3 separate regions of the Sus scrofa genome follow, and regions 2 and 3 are each linked to region 1. Evidence: chromatin contacts called from public Hi-C and promoter capture Hi-C data. All regions are on one chromosome and are shown on one strand. Each heading gives the region's core, a stretch centred on a gene start, on an enhancer-like site or on the middle of the called end of the contact. The rest is flanking DNA. Distances are from core to core; before and after follow the strand shown. Region 1 holds the start of ST8SIA1 (alpha-N-acetylneuraminide alpha-2,8-sialyltransferase). Region 2 overlaps ST8SIA1 (alpha-N-acetylneuraminide alpha-2,8-sialyltransferase). Region 3 has its middle 69 kb from the start of ST8SIA1.

Region 1 (4,070 bases), core at 419-2,918:
GTTCATGCTACAGAGAATCGGGGAATGAGGTTGGATAGTAGGGTGGAACAAGAATCGACAAACTAAGAGAATCAGTTTTCAAATGAGGGAAAAACAGCACAACGCATCATGAAAGTCCCTCTATTTAAAGCACAATTTTACTGCATTGTTTATGACGTTAAATGGGGAAATATTTACATAGCCCCTTCATAACTGCAACATGTTGGTTGTTGTCTTATGTATTTGTTATTTCCTCCACAAGTATCCCGTGGATCAGGGGAAGGGAAGAGACACTGGGATAGTTTGTGTTCTATTTAAATTACAGGAACAAAGGAGGCACATGGTTTATCCAAAGCCTGGCCACTATGGCAAAGTTTTCCTTGGTGCCCCCACAACCCCCTTCCAAGAACAGAAGAGAGTGCGATGTTCACTTTGCAGAACTTCAGGTAATCTTCATTTCAAAGAATCTCTATCAGGGTCCACTGTGGTAAGATGTGACTTTGGGATTTTACGCTTTCTCTTCTCTCCTGATTTACCCAAGAGGAGAGACCTCTGGGGCATGCTTGCCGGTGGAAAGCAGTGGGTAATTCTTCCAAGAGTGAGGAATGAGACTATTGTGGTCGTTGGGCTGTTTTTAGTAAATAACTTTCCATCAACTTCTCAAGTTCCATCTCTCAATGGAGAAAGATGCTGGAGAAAGAGGTACCAGGCCACGGAGCAGTCAGGGTAGGTTCGAGGGACAGTGCAGGCTGGTCGTTTGAGCAAGTGGAGCTGTGTCCTTAGATTTTGGTTTTGTGACAACGAAGGAGACCTGGTTAGTAGGCTGCTTGGTTTCTTTGTCCCTGCACACTTTACGTTTGACGAGATGCTTAAGCAAATAGAATGAGCGACCGCTAGGAGGTAGCCGAGCTATTCGTCGGTGAGCAGAAATGGCTAACTGTGAGTCCCTGGGCACCGCCGGTCCAGGCGGGCGGCTCTTTTCCAAGGTCGGCTCAGCGATGAGCTTGCGGGTGGAGCAAGAAAGACGTCGAAGAACAAACGGCCTTTACATCTAAAGGGCAGAGGAGGCGACCGCTCCTCCAAGGCATTGCCATGTCCCGAGGTCTGCTCGTTTGGGCACCAGCTGCCTGCACATCTGGATGCAGCAGCGCCTTTCCCCGCAGGGCGGAGGCGAGACGGAGGACCCCTGTGTGCACGCACCTCCCCGTGAGCGCGCGTGCAGGCCCATGAGCGTGTGTCGGAGTGTGTGCACGCGCGCGCGCGCGCACGGGTGGCGCTGGAGCCGCGGCTCGGGACCGGAGAATGGGGGCTGGGGCCCAGGAAGGAATAAATCTCCGCGGGCCTTCTCGTGCCTCACTGCGGGGTTAATAACCAACCAGTTAGAGAGAGCGAAGGGTGACGGCGGCAGGGTGACAGCCCTGGCACGCCGGCCGGCTGCGTGTCGGAGGGTCAGGTTATCAGCCAGTCTCGGTTATACTCAAGAATTTGTGTATATGCATTTGGGCGGGGGAGGGAGGGGCTGTTATTTGTTTTATTGTTTGCCCCTATCTCCGGGAGACAAGGGCGGGAGAGAGGCGCGCGCGCCAGCCGAGCGTCGCGGATCTGAACGGGTCGAAGGAGGCAATTTCGCGGGTGGGGGAGGGAGGGGAGACCTTGATTTCCACCAATCCCCGGGCGTTTGTCTGCGAAGTCCCGGGCGCAGCGGAAGGCTGCGGCGCGCCGCTGAATTAACTGATGAGAACGAGTTCTTTTCTTCTCTGGGAGGGGTGCGGAGTGGGGGTCCTGGCGGACAAGGCGGAGAAGCCCGGGGCGGGCTAGCGGTCCCGGACCGCCGTGGAAATTTCCAAGGACTTGGCGCGGCGCGGGGAGCGCGTCTTGGGGGGGTGGGGGGTGCCTGGCGGCGCAGCAGCGCGGAAGGCGGGGAGAGACGGCGAAGGGCGCAGGAGCATCGTTGAGGAAGGCACGCCGCGGGCCAAATGTCTGAGAGGGAGCCGAACCTTCTCCCGGACCCTTGCCGAGGGCGACGGTGATGCTGCAGAACCCGCGGGAGCGACTCAGCGCCGCTGCTCGCCGCGCTCTAGGAGACCTCGGCGCCCGCCTTCTGCAGGGGAAGCGACCGCGGCTGTAGCTCGTGACTTGCTCCCAGGTCACTTCCCCCAAGAAAGAAATCCTTGAAAAAGTTGCATTGGAAAAAAAATCTTTGCGCTGACCTTTGGGGCCGTGGGCGCCGAGGGAGCGTGCGTGCTAGTGCCAGCAAGAAAGCGAAAGGTGTGTGCATGGGGGGCCGGCGGTGGGGGGACCCTCCGCTGCCCCTGCGCCTAGCGTTGTGCTGAGGCTCCCCTTCTCGCCCGCCGGGACCCCGGGGCTGAGATGAGCCCCTGCGGGCGGGCCCGGCGACACACGTCCCGAGGGGCCATGGCCGTCCTGGCGTGGAAGTTCCCGCGGACCCGGCTGCCTGTGGGAGCCAGTGCCCTCTGCGTCGTGGTCCTCTGTTGGCTCTACATCTTTCCCGTCTACCGGCTGCCTAACGAGAAGGAGATCGTGCAGGGGGTGCTGCAACAGGGCACGGCGTGGAGGAGGAATGAGACGGCGGCCAGAGTCTTCAGGTACTCCTGCCCTCGCGGCTCCACCGCGCTCGTGTCCTTTCCTCCCGGGGCGCCGAGGCCAGGGTCACGGGCGAGGACCGTCTCGCAGAGGCCCTTTCATCCAGCCCTTCTTGTCCCACTCCCTTTCTTTGTCGTTCCCAGCCTGGAGACATTAGTCAAGGGCCCTTCCCCAGCCCTTACCCCAGGAGCTGGGCAGACACCTGCTTGGGCCACGTAAAGTCTGTACGCATTTCTTCCCAAGCCCGAGTTGTATTCAGCGATTTGCCAGTAACCCATGGGAAGAAGAATCCAGGCTAACTTTGTCCCTTGAACTTAATGAGAATGTATCTCTTGAGCTCTGCTGACGTCTGAAGCTATGGAGAACTAGGAGCAGGTGCCGGGCGTCTTCCTAGGGTTTGGTGAATGATTGGTAATATCAATCAGTAATGAGGGAGTCAATGGGCAAGTCTTGGGCAGGGAAAACATGGACACCCAGCCCGGCTCCCGCTGCTTTGTCCGTGCGCTCATAACAAACACAGGGCACTTACTGACTAAAAGCCAGGCACTGGGTGGTTTTTATTGGAGCCTCTGACAACTTTCTAAAAACAGATAGTATATCCCCCTCTCACCAGCCACAAACTGAGTCTTCACAAGGAGGAGTTACTTCTCCAAGGTCATGCACCTCTGAAGGATGGGATCTCGAATTTTTGTCACAGAAGGCTCTGAAACTCCCAGCTCTTTTTCTTGACTTAGACTGTGGATGCCTTCTGGAAGCTGGGAGATGTGGTTTAGGCCAGGACTTGAAATCAGAAAACAAACACAAAAACGAAAACCAGGGTGGAAATCAGAACTCTGGGGATCACTCAGATTCAGAAAGGAGTTTCCCTTCCCTTCTGGAATTTCAGCTGAAGTGTCTAAAAATAAGTTCTTGGCAGCAGGGGTCTGGCTGGTGAGATTGGAGGTGAGGCAGGGCTGCTTCCCCTTCCTCTTTGCCTTCCTGGTCACGTTGAGGGGACACCCTGGTGCTCCTCCCTCTGTCACGTGCCCCTTTCACCTTCAGTCCCTTCAGCTGAAGATGCTGCGGTTGGCTCTTCCTGTGATTGTCCATTGCCTGGGGTGGGGGTGGGGTATGGAGTGCTTTCCTTTGCTCTGCATAGGCTCTTTCCAAGTGGTCTATGGGCAGCTGAGAGCCAGCTTAAACATTTTCCCAACTGTTAGTTACCCATGTTCAGAACATCTATAAATTAAAAACACAAACTTTTCAAACATATGGTTTCCCTTTCTTTCTCAGGCCCGCTGCTGGAAAGAAGGGCGAAGAGATAATAGTCCATCCTTGCAGGCGGAAGGCAGCTGAATGCTCCTTTAAACTGGGAGGGGAGACTTTCCTTCTCTCTTTTTTTAGAATTCTGCTATCAAGTTTAAAAATAACCCCAACTCCCCTTAAAGGTACATAAGGGCTCATTTTCCCTCACCTTCATGGTATTGATGGTTGGACTCAAAAGCACC
Region 2 (4,070 bases), core at 553-3,052, 81 kb after region 1:
ATAAATCTAGTTCTTGTCCATCGCTTTGCCTCTCGCTAAATTCCTTCTGCGCGGAGGCATAAAGAAGCTGGACCTCAGCAAGTCCAGACACCGGGTGAGGGATTCTAATTTAAAACTGTGGGTTCAAGTTCCAATCTGGGTTGAGACTGGGTTCGAGTCCCTGCATGGGGGTTCAAGTCCCGGTCTGGGCTTTGGTTGGATTCAAGTCTTGGCAGGTGGGTTCAAGTTCCAATCTGTGTGCTGGCTGGGTTCAGGCCATTAGTGCTGTCAGTTTCAACTCCAGCCCAGGCCACTGAAAGCTCTAGGTAGTCTGTTATTACAGGAGACTCATAACTGAGCTCTTTCTGCACATAACATCTTACAACCTGTTCACACAGCAGCAGAATGTTGGTTCCAGGATATGGCACAATGTCACTCATTTGCTTACCCTACCTTCACTTGATTCTCATCTCAGAATAAAACCCAGTCTTTCCAATCCCTCCAAGACCCTACAGAATCTGTTCCCCAGCTTCCCCGCCAGATAACTCTCTAATTTCCTCTTTTCCTTCTCTGTCCTTTGCTGACTGTGTCTCCAGACACAGTGGGCTCCTTCCTCTTCCCTTCATACCCCAGGAGTGTTTCCCCCGCCAGGTCTTCCCTGGCAGGTCCCACAGAGATCTGTAAGGCTCACTACCCGCTTTTCTTCAGGAATTGGCTTACATGTCTCATCTCCACCCAGTTTAAATGGCAAGTCCTCTTCAAAAGTATTTCCTGATCCTCTCATGCCATTGATTTGTTTCTCTCTGGCATCCATGTCACTGTGTGATATTTTATTTTACTCATTTGTCTTTATTTAGCATACATTTCCCTGCTAGAATGTAAGCTCCTTGGGGAGAGGGATTATTGTTTATGCCCGTGTCACCCAGGACAGTGCCTGGAATATCAAAGGCACTTGATAAATCTTTGTGGAATGAAGGAATAGCTAATTTGAGCATACGTACTTACATCTGCATTAACAAATTACAGATCTGTCCTGCGCATTTCTTGCATTGATTTCAAATCCTCCTCTCAGAGTGGCCGAAAAAAATGCCATGCATCATCTGGGAGCACACTGGGCATGTTGGAGGGCTGGCCTTTGCCTGACCCTCCTCTCTGTATCCTGCCCTAGAATTTGCTGGACGGTCTCCGTCTTAGTTATGTAGGGACGTGTTTCCCATCTGCTGGCAAATGCTTAGACTCACGATTTCAGTACTGTAAATGTATCTTCATCAACTGTATTGTCACAGCTCTGGCTGTTCCTTTTACAAACTAGAAATCAGGGAAGTGAAATTCTTTTCTTGTGCTATAGTCAGTGCATCTCAGCTACCAGCGATCACACACACCCCTGAAATTTCTTTTTTTTTTCTGGTTTAATTACTTTATGCCTATGCATATATATATTCATGCAGCCATTCTTTCTTTTGGGATTATCCACTGTGTGCTTCAGATTCATGCAGATGGGTGACTCAATATCAGTTATGTCATGTCCCAGGCATGTAGTTGCAAGGTCTTCCCCCAGAGAACACCAAACCTCTGTGCCTGGCTTCAGCAGACAGGAAATGCTGTGCCTGGTGGTTCTTGCTGACCCAGCTGGAAGAAACCAAATGTCACATTTCACTTCCAGGGGCTATAGCTGGGTTTTGATATTCCTGGGTACTATAAATAGCACTTCAGGGAACATTCAGGTACATGGAACATTTTCTTTGCAGTCCAGTTCAGTGTCTGCAGAAAGAAAGTCACATGCTGTCTGGTTGGGCATGAGCCACTAGTCCCTTTAGTGCCTCCTAAGTTCTAGGCAGACTCACCCGGAGCATTCGTTTGATTGTAAAGACCGCACGGACTCTCAGCATCCTTCTGTGCCTCTGTTTATGCTGCTTTCTCTGCCTGGCAAAATCCTGTTCATCCTTAAAGATTCATCTCGAGTGAGCAATCTTCCCCTGAGTCAACTTGGCAGACAGGCCTTCCTGCCCCCCTCTGAATTCTCCACAGCACGTTCAGCGTTACAGTAGGGTCTGTTGCAGAGGTTCCTGTACTCACACTCTCCTTGTAGCCCAAACTGTGAAGCCTTTGACTTCCGGATCTCTCTATTTATCCCCAACGGTTAGCATAGGAAACGCTCAGCAGTGTTTGTTGAATGAATGACTGATTGTTTGAATGAATGAAATCCGCATCCATATAGAGCAGTAGAATTTATTTCAGTTTGTTCCCAGCTTAATGCCTTTACAAATAATCATATGTTTAGTGAGGACTTTCCTGTTTTCTTTAGCAGACACTCCTTACTAGATACACGACCAGTTGGATACCAAAAATATGTTGTTGTGTGAAATACGCTTTAGGGAATTAAATTTTTTTCTTCTTCTTTTATTTCAAAGGAACAGACTAGTTTGTCCCTTACAAACTTCCTGGCATCTTTCCTTCTACATGCTCTTTTCACTCTGCCCAGTCTTCAATCAAATTCTCCGGCTGGGTCTGCTGTAAACAATGATTTTGTGAGCGCTTGTGTGTTCTCTGCAGTGAAAACCCGCCTTGTTTTCTGTTGCTAGGCAACCCCATTCCAGCTGCCCTTGAAGAAATGCGCGGTGGTGGGAAATGGTGGGATTCTGAAGAAGAGTGGCTGTGGCCGTCAAATAGATGAAGCAAATTTTGTCATGCGGTAAGAGAGAGCTCCCACAGCGCGGCCTCTGCCTTCTCTCCTCTCCCCCACCCCTCCCACCAGCCCCGGGGCCTTTGGAAACCAGTCACTTGTGATTAATCAGCTGGAGCTACTCTTCAGCGGTCCCTTCAAGTTCATGGACAAGGGAGCTGAGGAGAGGGCCAGGGGAGCCAGGGAACAGGTCCCCAGAAAGTCGAAAACCAAGAACGGCTCCGAGGTCGTGGAGAGACCCCCCCCCCAAAATGGAAACACTCAGATTTTATTTTAGATGCTACAGTCAGGTGATTCCAACTTTAACAACTTGATCCTAAGACAGACTCCATGAATAAATGTTTTCATTAATTCAGTTCACTCTCCACATGCTGCTGCTTTGCTTTTCACAAAAGCATGAGTAAGTAGGGAGGGAGATTTGAAGAGGGAGTGGATCTGTGTAGGGCTAGAAAAACTGAAAGAAGGAGGGGGAATACATTTCAAGCAAGAAGGAAGCTTGGCAAAGGGACTGAGCAGAGTAGTGATGTGAGCTCCCTTTTACTGGAAAACAGGAGGTTTCTGCAGGGCTGTGTAAAGGAATTGCTAGAATGCATCTAGCCAAGGGTAGAGACTGTGAAGCTGAAAGGCACCAGCCTACACCGTTGGGTCATTTTGACTAAAGGGGAAGACAGCAAGTGGTTGGATTGACACAAGCTTGGGGTTGTCTGGTGGTGGGGGGGAGAGGAGGAGAGGGAAGAGGGGTGGGAAGCAACAACATGGAAGATCCTGGCTGGAGAGAGCATGAAGTGACACCTTTGAAGTCTGGGCTGGCTGGAGAGGCGTGAAGAAGAAAGGAAGGGGGGTGATAGGGCCAAATGATAGGGCCATTCAGAGATGGCAAGGGCATGAGAAAGATGAGAGAAGGTGGGGAAAATGAGAGCTAGTGTAAAAGAATGACTCAGTGAAGTATGTGACTTTAGAACTCAGCTTCTTAGGAGTTCCCATTGGGACTCAGTGGAAGCAAACCCGACAAGTATCCGTGAGGATGCCGGTTCGATCCCTGGCCTTGCTCCTTGGGTTAAGGATCCGGCATTGCTGTGAGCTGTGGTGTAGGTCGCAGATGTAGCTCAGATCCCACATTTCTCTGACTGTGGTGCAGGCCAGCAGCTGCAGCTCCCATTCGACTCCTAGTCTGGGAACTTCCATACGCTGTGGGTGCAGTCCTACGTAAACAAATACATAAATACATAAATAAAGAAAGAACTCAGCTTCTCTCAGGGATGAGCAGATGTGTTACAGAAAAAGAAGACGTTTGTTACTGAAAAAGTGTCAGAACGTGCAGGCTGTGCTGTGGAGGGTCTTTTAGGTGGGCCTCAAAGTCTCACTGAAGTAGGAATGACTATGAACCAGGACCCAAAGGCTCAGGGGT
Region 3 (4,070 bases), core at 442-2,941, 69 kb before region 1:
CAACCCACTGTATTTAAATTCTCTGTGACTTTTTGTTCTGATTTCATCTCTTATGTGTAGTCCACCATTCCTTTGCTTGCTCTGGTTTTCTCTTTCTCTGTTTTCTGTTGAATTGATCAAGTCCTCTCACTTTTTTTTCTTTTTGCCTTTTACCAGTTAGAAAATTGAGATTTCAAAAGAGAATGTTTAATACCCTGCTTTTCTCCATGAACATTTGGAAGCAGTTGAGAGATAGATAGGAGGAAGGCAGATGGAGATCAAAGGTTTACGAAAATGTGACTTTAACTATTATCTCTGAATTGAGGCCAATTTACCTGAGCCCTATCAGTGTTGAGTAACCACAGGACAGGACTCCTTCCTTGCAGAGCTGCAGAGCAGAGCAGGACAGCAAGCATGGTCTCCTGCTAAACTGATCCCAAGACAGGAGAGAGATTAGAAGGGACTGAACTAAGTATTCACTGGTTGGAAGAAATCATTCAGAGGACACGGCCTCTGGTTGACCCCAGACCTGGACCCTGGCAATTGGCAGCTCCTCACCCCTCCCCCACCCTTGGAATCTATGTTCTGCCCACCATTCCCACAGGACGAGCCATTTTCAAGGACACAGGCTTGAGAGGGTGAGGTATGGTTCAGACCATCTGGAGAGTATCTGTGACTGAACCCAGTTAAAGCCTTTCTACAAACTTTTCAGATTTTGCTTGGTGGGAGCAGAGATCTACTTGTATCATGGTCCCAAGACTAGCCTCCTGAGTAAGTTCCCTTGCTGATTACCTCTGCCACCTGCCTCTTTTTTTGGTCCCTCTTTGTCCTCTGTGGACAGGGGTCTGAGAACCAACAAATAGCCCCCCAAACCATCATTTAGAGAAGTAATTTTGTTCCTACTGGAGAAGAGTGAGGAGTGGCCTGAATGTGGGGGAGTATTATTTTAATAAAAGTCACCCTGTAGAAACAGGAACAAAATGGAAGAATGGAGGAAGAATTCTTCTCCAGGAAGAATGGAGGTATGGTATTCCCCCTCAAAATAAGTCACATAGTCCGCATCTATTCTTTTAGGGACTACTCTTCCAACCCTTTTTTTCTTTCTTTCTCTTTAGGGCTGAACTCAGGGCATATGGAGGTTCCCAGGTGGAATCCGAGCTACAGCTGCCTGCCTACACCACAGCCACAGCAACGCAGGATCCAAACCATGTCTGGGACCTACACCGCAGCTCACGGCAACACTGGATCCTTAACCCCCTGAGCAGAGGCCAGGGATGGAACCAGCAACCTCATGGATACTAGTAGGATGGGTTTCCGCTGCGCCACAACAGGAACTCCTCTTTTTTTTTCTTTTTTGGCTGCCCAGGGGCACATGGAGTTCCCAGACCTGGGATCAGATCTGAGCCACAGCTGTGGCCTATGCCAAAGCTGCGGCAATGCCAGGCCAAATTCTTAACCTGCTCTGTGGGATGGGAATAAAACCTGCATTCTTGTGCTCCCAAGACACCTCCTATCTCCTTGCTGCAGTGGGAACTCCTACCCTCACATTCTTCATATAGCCGTGTCCTACAGCTGCTTTAACAATTTGGTGGTTTAAAACAACACACATTTATTCTTTTGCAATTCTGGAGGGCAGAAGTCGGAGAGCAGTATCCTGGCGCTGAGGGCAGTGTTGACGTCAGGGCTGTGCTCCTTCCAGGCAGTCTAGGAGATGAGTCTGTTTCTTTTTATTTTCAGCCTGGAACTGCATTCCTCAAATTCCTTGGCATGTGGTCCCTCCCTTCATCTTCAAAGCCAGAAGTTTAGCATCTAGCTTCAGTCATCACATTGTCTTCTGTGTGTGCTGTCATCAAATGTCTTACGTGGACACTTGTGCCTTCATTTAGGACCCACCCAGATAACCAGGACAGGCTCCTCATCTCGGATCCTTGATCCCATCAGCAAGTCCCTTTGCCATATAAAATAATATTCACAAGTTTGCTTCTCTCTGGGAGGCATTATTCAGCCTATCATATATGTGTTCTTAGTATGTTATTTCTCTAAGTTTAAATTTGGAGTGTCTCTATCTTTTGTTCAAATAAGCAAGTATTTCATGTTGTTGCCCATGATTCAACTTTAAAACATACAAATCATGGTTGTTTTTATATCATATATACTTAGATTACCTATGTACTTTTCTTTCTTTCTTTTCTTTTTACAGTTCCACCTGCAGCACATGGAAGTTCCTGGGAGCTTCAGCTGCCCGCCTACACCATAGCCCCAGCAACACCAGATCCGAGCTGCATCTGCGACCTATGCTGCAGCAATGCTGGATCCTTAACCCACTGATCGGGGCCAGGGATTGAACGTTCATCCTCACAGATACTATGTCAGGTTCTTAACCCAAGAGCCACAACAGGAACTCTCAAATGTACTTTTTTGATATCTACTTACCACTACTTTTCGTGGACCATTCCTTTCTTATGGGTTCATTTTCCTTCTTGCTTCACAAGTGTATTATTAGAATTCATTTCACTCAGTTTCTGTATGTATTTAAAAATTTGTATCTGAAATTGTTTTTATTCTACTTTCAGCTTTCCATGTAGTTTATTTATTTATGTAGATTTTTATTTTTTACCTTGGAGTTGATTTACAGTATTATGTCAATTTCTACTGTACAGAAAGGTGACCCAGTCATACATCCATATATATACATTCTTTTTTTTTTCACATTATCCTCCATCATGTTCCATCACAAGTGACTAGACATAGTCCTTGTGCTATACAGCAGGATCTCATTTCCTGTCTACTCCAAATACAATAGTTTGCATCTGTTAACCCCAAACTCCCAGTGCATCCCACACTCTTCCTCTCCCTCTTAGCAACCACAAGTCTCTTCTCCAAATCCATGAGTTTCTTTTCTGTAGAAAGGCTCATTTGTGCCGTATATTAGATTCTAGATATAAGAGATATCATATGGTATTTGTCTTTCTCTTTCTGACTTACTTCACTCAGTATGAGAGTCTCTAATTCCATCCATGTTGGTGCAAATGGCATTATTTTGTTCTTTTTTATGACTGAGTAGTATTCTATTGTGTAGACATACCACATCTTAATCCATTCACCTGTTGATGGACATTTAGGTTGTTTCCACATCTTGGCTATTGTGAATAGTGCTGCAATGAACATAGGGTTGTATGTATCTTTTTCAATGAAAGTTTTGTCAATATATATATACCTCAGAGTGGTATTGCTGGGTCATATGGTAGTTTTATATTTAGTTTTCTGATGTACCTCCATACTGTTTTCCACAGCGGATGTACCAATTACATTCCCACTAACAGTGAAGGAGGGTTCCCTTCTCTCCAGCATTTATTATTTGTTGACTTGTTAATGATGGCCATTCTGACAGGTATGAGGTGTACCTCATGGTAATTTTGATTTGCATTTCTATAATGCTCAATTAGTGATACTGAGCATTTTTTGTGTGCCTGTTGGCCATCAGATCTTCTTTGGAGAAATGTCTATTCAGGTCTTTTTCCCATTTTTCAGTTGGGTTGTTGGGTTTTTTTGCTGTTGAGTTGTATAAATTAAATATTTTACAGATTAAGCCCTTGTCAGTTGCATTATTTAAAAATATTTTCTCCTATTCCAGGGATGGTCTTTTTTTTTTTTTTCCCTTTGTTTGCAAAAGCTTGTCAGTTTGATTACGTCCTATTGGTTTACTTTTGCTCTTATTTCTGCTGCCTTGAGAGACTGACCTAATAATACATCCGTATGGCTGATGTCAGAGAATGTTTTGCCTATGTTCTCTTCTAGGAGTTTGATGGTGTCATGTCTAATGTTTAAGTCTTTGAGCCATTTTGAGTTTATTTTTGTGCATAGTGTGAGGGTGCATTCCAGTTTCATTGATTTACATGCAACTGTCCAGTTTTACCAGCACCTCTTGCTGAAGAGACTGACTTTTGCCCACTTTATATTTTTGCCTCCTTTGTCAAAGATTAATTGACCATAGGTGTCTGGGTTTATTTCTGGGTTCTCTATTCTGTTCCATTGTCTGTATGTCTGTCTTGTTTACTGTAGCTTTGTAATATTGTCTGAGGTCTGGGACA

The links. Promoter capture Hi-C pulls out the DNA fragments that hold promoters and counts their contacts. A called contact is a pair of places that touch in the nucleus more often than the background predicts.
Region 2: a contact with region 1 is called in a Hi-C map of brain, with 5 times the contacts expected there. The contact joins the enhancer-like site here to the promoter of ST8SIA1 in region 1. A contact is called at or near these places in 2 of 5 promoter capture datasets (fetal liver and liver), 5 of 47 Hi-C or Micro-C datasets (blood, brain, embryonic fibroblasts and 1 more) and 1 of 2 datasets of contacts at active chromatin or transcription factors (skeletal muscle).
Region 3: a contact with region 1 is called in a promoter capture Hi-C map of liver, with 7 times the contacts expected there. The contact joins the enhancer-like site here to the promoter of ST8SIA1 in region 1. A contact is called at or near these places in 2 of 5 promoter capture datasets (fetal liver and liver) and 7 of 47 Hi-C or Micro-C datasets (adipocytes, brain, embryonic fibroblasts and 3 more).

What each region holds. Positions count from the first base shown.
Region 1 is chr5:51,209,644-51,213,713 of Sscrofa11.1, forward strand. ST8SIA1 (alpha-N-acetylneuraminide alpha-2,8-sialyltransferase) reads left to right here and starts at 1,669. Exons shown (of 6, transcript XM_021092233.1): 1 at 1,669-2,585. The coding sequence starts at 2,350.
Region 2 is chr5:51,290,054-51,294,123 of Sscrofa11.1, forward strand. ST8SIA1 (alpha-N-acetylneuraminide alpha-2,8-sialyltransferase) reads left to right here. Exons shown (of 6, transcript XM_021092233.1): 3 at 2,562-2,671. Among named protein-coding and RNA genes, the nearest start is that of ST8SIA1, 81 kb to the left of the region's middle. Within about 2 kb of position 1,803, at least 24 of the 83 cell types and tissues checked have an H3K27ac peak or open chromatin away from gene starts, as enhancers often do. A contact at or near this core is called in brain and skeletal muscle, where this site is marked.
Region 3 is chr5:51,140,335-51,144,404 of Sscrofa11.1, forward strand. No RefSeq gene overlaps it. Among named protein-coding and RNA genes, the nearest start is that of ST8SIA1, 69 kb to the right of the region's middle. Within about 2 kb of position 1,692, at least 12 of the 83 cell types and tissues checked have an H3K27ac peak or open chromatin away from gene starts, as enhancers often do. A contact at or near this core is called in embryonic fibroblasts, liver and skeletal muscle, where this site is marked.